Regions from separate parts of the Ovis aries genome. Here region 2 is linked to region 1. The links are chromatin contacts, called in public Hi-C maps. All regions are on one chromosome and are shown on one strand. Each heading gives the region's core, a stretch centred on a gene start, on an enhancer-like site or on the middle of the called end of the contact. The rest is flanking DNA. Distances are from core to core; before and after follow the strand shown. Region 1 overlaps LOC105615111 (a long non-coding RNA gene). Region 2 has its middle 10 kb from the start of S1PR1.

Region 1 (3,344 bases), core at 748-3,247:
AGCTTGTAGATCTACCCATCAGAAAAGAGAAGATGGGAAGCATGTTGATGAAAACTTGGTGAATGGATTGGCAGGAGGGGAAAGAAGGTGTGTAAGTGTGAAGAGATAATGGTAATGGGAGAGTCTATTAGATGAAAGCAGGTTGGATGAAAGATTGTGAAGTCTACTAAGAGAGTGATGAGAGAAGGATAGGTAGAATGAAATAAAGAGATATTGAGGTAATACCACTGGACAAATTCAGTGACATGGGATGTGAAACAACCAACTCTGAGGTAGAGTTGTGCCACGTAATGAAGAGTCCATTTGGGGTACGCTGCATCTGAAGCATCTCTGGCATACCCAGGGGGATGTTTCTGTAAACAGTGAGATTTATGTCTGTGATTTAGGGGTAATATCAGTGCTAGTGCTCAAGTTACACACTCGGAAGGAGGATGACACTACTGGCCAAAGTATGGAATACAATTTAGAAATACACAATTAACAATTCTAATTGTTAATACAATTTTTGTAATTATTAATACAACAATTATAATTTTTGCTGTTGTTGCATTTGATTAGCTGGTGGAATAACCATGTGGATATGTCCCTATGGAGTTCGGAAGTATGATACTTCCATACTGTGAAATATTTTGAAGCCTTTTAAAGGATTAGATAGCTCCATATGTATCAGTTGGGCTCCCTGGCAGCTCAGATGGTAAAGAATCTGCTTGCAATGTGGGAGACCTGAGTTCAATCCCTGAGTTGGGAAGATCTCCTGGAGGAGGTCATGGCAATCCACTCCAGTATTCTTGCCTGGAGAATCCTCATGGACAGAGGAGCCTGGTAGGCTACAGTCCATAGGGTTGCAAAAAGTCAGACATGACTGAGCAACTAAGCACAGCACAGATGCATCAATTAGGAAAGATATTCATGATTTGTCGTAAAGAAAAAAATGCAAGTTGTATAACAATATTTAATATGATTCAACTTCCATAACAAAATAGACATGAAAATACATATATGTATGAATATATTATAGACAGAAAAGTAACATACATACACACATATAGACGGATATAAATATACAGAAAAAAATGTCTGGGGGAAGACAACTAATATTCTACTGTATAGTCCATTACGTTCTTTGTATTGTTATAATGCACATTTATCACTTCTAAGTTCTTTTCAGGGTTTAAAAAAAGAGCTGTGGGAAAAAATAAGATTGTCAAGTGATTATATAGAGGAAGGAAAGAAGAGTGCCAAAGGCAGGAACTTGAGAAATGCTCTAAGCACAAATATAATTTGAAAGTCAGAGAGAAAGGGGGAAAAGAGGACTGAAAGATACCTGAGGTTTAATAGTCACGGGAAGAGTGCTTAACTTAGTGATGCTGAAGACTTCAAAAAAACGTGGATAGAATGATGACCTGAAAGTGGCAAATGGGGTTGGGAGATTGGCAAGTTTTGATTAAGCAGCGTTTTGAGAGCAGGGTCAGATTGCATTTGGTGGAGCATGAGATTAAAAGGAGGACACAGAGGTAGCAGTGCAGTGAGTTACCAAGGAGAGCATCTCCGGCAAAGGGAAACTAGAGCATGCTTGTCATCCACAGCGGGAGAGGCATTGTTCTGATAAAAGCTGAAAACATGAAGGGAGAGGGAGTAACTGTGCCAGTTCATCATGTATAATTACATTTCTTTTAGAAAGGAAGTAATACTGTATACACTTTCATATTTGAGGACGGAACAAAGTATGCTTTTCTTTACCTTGATTATACAGAATCACATTTAAGGGCTTTTACAACTATTTTTTCAATTCCCAACATTGCCATTTTTCAGACAAAAACAGGAACCGGAAAGAAATGGCTGGCAATCTGTCTGTGGTCTGACGCATGCTGCTGGCCTAGACAGCTAGAGTATATGTTGTCTTGATTCTCGTGAAATGCAGTCTTCTAATGTTGGATCAAACAACTTTAATCGTTCAAAGTGACAGTAAGTGTTAGAATAAACCACAACATCTGAACCGTTGGCAGTGATATAACTCCACCCAAAGGTCGGTTCTAAGACACACTTGTGAACACTGCTATTGCATGTACTGTAGACTTCTTTGGTAAGAGGTTATTTTTCTGCAAGTTGTTCACATCTTGACTACATATATCCAGACACGCACACACGAGAACAATCAAAACAGCCGTATATATATACATATATATGTTTGGTAATTCATGTGGGGATCATGCAAGACAAATTTTAGCTCTTAGACAGTTTCCTTCCTCATAATCCATCAGAAACCTATCAACACTGTCATTAATTTAAAAGTTTAAATGTTGACAGCTTTAAAAAGGGGAAACCTATAGGGTATACCTCCTATGACAGATGGTAAAGTAGAAAAGCAAAAAATGCATTCCAAATCTAACTATGCACAATTTTTAAATTATCTGTGAAACAAAATTTAGATTATTTGCCATTTGGGATTATGCATAGTGCTGGTAGAAGGTTGACTATATTTAATAGAAAGGTATCCTATCAAATTTCCTCCCTCAAAATAATCATGTACCTCATGACCTTGGATTACAAGACTGTAGAATGTACAATCTGCTGCCATAGCAGCATTTGGTATACATTTAATTATGAGAAAATGATCCTCCCCCAAATAAAAATTGCCTAAAATTCCAGATGAACATTTTCCATAGTAGTCTCACATATGGTTGGAGTTTAGAGTGTATAATTGCATAAAGAAATAAAATTGGAAATTGGAAAGCATTGCATGAAATATTTATTATTTCAGGGTTTAGTCAGGTACTGCTTACCAAGCTTAAGATTGCAGACCTCCGCTCCTCTGCTGCTATTGAACCTGTTTTTTGTTTGTTTGTTTGGTCTCTGCCAAGCAACATGGGATCTTCATTTCTGGAACAGGGATTGAACTTGTGCCCCCTGCATTGGAAGCACAGAGTTGTGTTTTTTTTGAAGATTTTTTTGATGTGGAATATTTTTAGTCTTTATTGAATTTGTTACAATATTGCTTCTGTTTTTATGTTTTGATTTTTTGGCCATGAAGCATGTGGGATCCTAGTTCCCCTACCAGGGATTGAAACTGTACCCCCTGCATTGGAAGGCAAAGTCTTAACCACTGGACCACCAGGGAAGTCCCTGTGATTATTTGCTGCTGCTGCTGCTGCTAAGTCGCCTCAGTAGTGTCCAACTCTGTGCAACCCCATAGACGGCAGCCCACCAGGCTCCACCGTCCCTGGGATTCTCCAGGCAAGAACACTGGAGTGGGTTGCCATTTCCTTCTCCAATGCATGAAAGTGAAAAGGGAAAGTGAAGTCGCTCAGTCGTGTCTGACTCTTTATGACCCCATGGACTGCAGC
Region 2 (3,102 bases), core at 197-2,696, 140 kb before region 1:
ATTTCTGTAGGTGGCCACTGAAGCTAGCTGAAGCAGAACAGCATGTGAGACCTAACCACTATTTCTGGTGCCGCAAAACCCTGCAGAAGCTGAGTGAGTGAAGAATCTCGAGGCATATGATAGTTAATACCTTTCAAGTGATTTAGCACCACTCTCCTCTTATTTTAGAACATTTTACTGGTGACTTAAATTTGTTTTTCTCTGAAGTGTCTCGACAGGCACAAAAGAGACCCTGAAATTAGGAAGATGTTTTCCTTTGTACAAAAGAATGACACCACCCAGTCCTGCCACCAGTAGTCCTTTGAGGGTAGATCCGGTCATGGTGAGTAGGCATCTGAGCTACCGGCAGGTGCAGCGGGATTGGTGTGTAATATTGGGATGTGGAGTCCTTGAGAGCTAGCCCCAGCTCCCTGGCATCAGTAGTCGTCGAAACATGCAATACACAGAAGACCTACTTAGGATTCTTTCTCTAGTCCTTGAGGGGATTTGTGATTGTTCACTTCAGATGAACTTGCTCATGATATTGACAGTTAAGAATGTGCGTCATGTTTCCTCTTGAGTTATGCATTTTTCTCTCTTTTGCATCCAGGTTAAATAAGCATACCACCTAAGACTTATTCAAATGTAGACTTCATTTGCTCATTTTACCCAAGTGCCTCCACCCAACATAGGTCACGGCAGGGTTCTAGAAAAAAAGCATGAAGTGAAATGAGATAGCAACTAAAATAATGTTGACTGCTTTGATTTCACATGGGACCTAGAACAATTTGAAAAATTGAATACAAGGGATGTAATGTACAACATGATGAATATAATTAACACTGCTGTATGTTATATAGGAAAGTTGTTAAGAAAGTTGTTAACGAAGTCCTAAGATGTCTCACCATAAGGATTTTTTTTCTGTCTTTAATTTTATATCTACATGAAATGATGTTCTCTAAACTTACTGTGATACTTATTCATGACAAATGTAAGTCAAATCATTATGTTCTACACCTTAAGTTTATAGTGTTATGTCAAATATATCTCAGAAAAACTGGAATTAAAAATTGAATACCAATACCAATATTTATAACAGAGTTCAATAACTTAAAGGACTTCTCTGTAGTCGGAATCTAAAAGTTAATTCCCCATTTTTTAGTTTTAAGTTATGTAGAGATGTTGGTGAAATAAAATCCAAAGACCAAATTAGCTAACATTGATCATATTTATTAAATTAAGTTATTTAACACTACTTGAAAACTGAATACATTCAGAGAAGTATACAACATTGGAAAACTCCCGGAAAGAACTGTTTCTTGCTTGTATCAGCTGTATCTCTTCTCCCAAAGAGAAGGAACCACAGAAGCACTATTGTTGGAGGAACGGCTCCTGTGAGCTCTATGAAGGAAGGGATCTTGTTCATCATTTGCCTGGTCCTGATGGCACACAGCCTAGGGCAGGCATTCTTGTTGAAGGCACGGGTGCATGGGTGGGTGCACCCATCAAGAAGGGTGGGACCAGGAAGCAGAAGCCCCATCAGTGCTTCCTCTAGGGTTGTTCTTTCTGCCCTGGTTTCAACAAAGCAGCAGAAAAGTGAGCAATAATAGGGTTCGAGCTCTAGGAAAGTAGATGAACAACTCCTTACCTTCTCCACTCCAGTCAGCACTGGGAGCACTATCTCTTCTTCTCAGGGCCCATTCTTCCGTGCATCAGATCAGCCTGGCCCAGGAGCACTGCAGCGCCTGAAGCAGCATCTGCCCAGCTACTCCCAGAGCAGGGGAAGGAAAGAGTCCTCAGACAGCACAGAGCACAGGAGAACAAGTTAACTAGCTGCAGCAAACTTATGAAGCCCTCAAAAGCATAAGCTCAGTGGATCAACAACTAGGTCCTATTATACAGCACAGGGAACTCTATTCAATATCCTTTGTATTTTTAAATAAAAATTTTTAATGTATATATATGTATGTATGTATAACTGAATCACTTTGCTGTACAGCAGAAATGAATACAACATTGTAAATTAATTATACCTTAATAATACATATATATGTGTGTGTGTGTGTGTATATATATATATATATATATATATATATATAGAGAGAGAGAGAGAGAGAGAGAGAGAACATTTGTTGTTCAGTTGCTAAGTCGGGTCCTTCTCTGTGATCCCATGGACTGCGGTACACCAGGCTTCCCTTGTCCTTCAGCATCTCCCGGGGCTTGCTTAGATTCATATCCATTGAGTCAGTGAAACAATCCAACCATCTCATCCTTTCTTGTCCCCTTCTCCTCCTGCTTTCAATCTTTGCTAGCATCAGAGTCTTTTCCAATAAGTCAGCTCTTTGCATCAGGTAACCAAAGCACTGGAGCTTCAGCTTCAGCATCAGTCCTTCCAATGAGTACTCAGGGTTGATTTCCTTTAAATCAACTACGCTTTAATAATACATACATGTGTATACATATACATGTATAGAGAGAGAGAGAGAAAGGGAGAGAGAGCATAATACCGATTTCCTTTGTGTCTCTGCCTACTACCAATAGTTCTAACGATGCAGATCTTGCACCCAAGACAAGTGTTATGTGACTGGCTATCCTTTACAGGTTTGGTCAGGTGGTTTGACACACTCCAATTTGTCTGTCACCTACTAACATGTTTCAGAATCCTCGCGTTTGTGTAAAAGTCCATTCTTCATTAGGTACTTTGCAATGTACCATATATGCCTAAAACTGAAATCTAACTGTTAATAAACTTTCATTGTGAGAGTTTCAGTTATAACCCTAGACTCTTTCAAGACACAGAAATTCTTCAGAGATTACAAATACCAATACTAGGCCAAATTTTCATCCTATAGAAGCAAAGAGAGTATCATCAGGTCACAGTTACTTAGCATTTTAATATTTTGGTTCTGGAGCCTTGGAGGATACTAAAAGAGCATGTGTTCCTTTTGTGGAACATTTTGGGACTTTTGCCACATCTGCTGAACCCTTTGAAAACTTGCTCTATAATTTCACAGAGAAAGTGCCAGTTGCATAGCCCTCATGCTCAAAAGTAGAAGTTTACCAGGGTGACTCTTTTTTTTAATTCCACAGATCTTGAACATGGTTTAGACAAATGCATACACC

What was found. A called contact is a pair of places that touch in the nucleus more often than the background predicts.
Region 2: a contact with region 1 is called in a Hi-C map of blood, with 2.6 times the contacts expected there. The contact joins two enhancer-like sites. A contact is called at or near these places in 2 of 16 Hi-C or Micro-C datasets (both in blood).

Annotation. Positions count from the first base shown.
Region 1 is chr1:78,456,939-78,460,282 of ARS-UI_Ramb_v3.0, reverse strand. It overlaps LOC105615111 (a long non-coding RNA gene), which reads right to left. Exons shown (of 9, transcript XR_009597001.1): 8 at 2,784-3,344. Among named protein-coding and RNA genes, the nearest start is that of DPH5, 87 kb to the right of the region's middle. Within about 2 kb of position 1,997, at least 5 of the 54 cell types and tissues checked have an H3K27ac peak or open chromatin away from gene starts, as enhancers often do.
Region 2 is chr1:78,595,760-78,598,861 of ARS-UI_Ramb_v3.0, reverse strand. No RefSeq gene overlaps it. Among named protein-coding and RNA genes, the nearest start is that of S1PR1, 10 kb to the right of the region's middle. Within about 2 kb of position 1,446, at least 1 of the 54 cell types and tissues checked has an H3K27ac peak or open chromatin away from gene starts, as enhancers often do.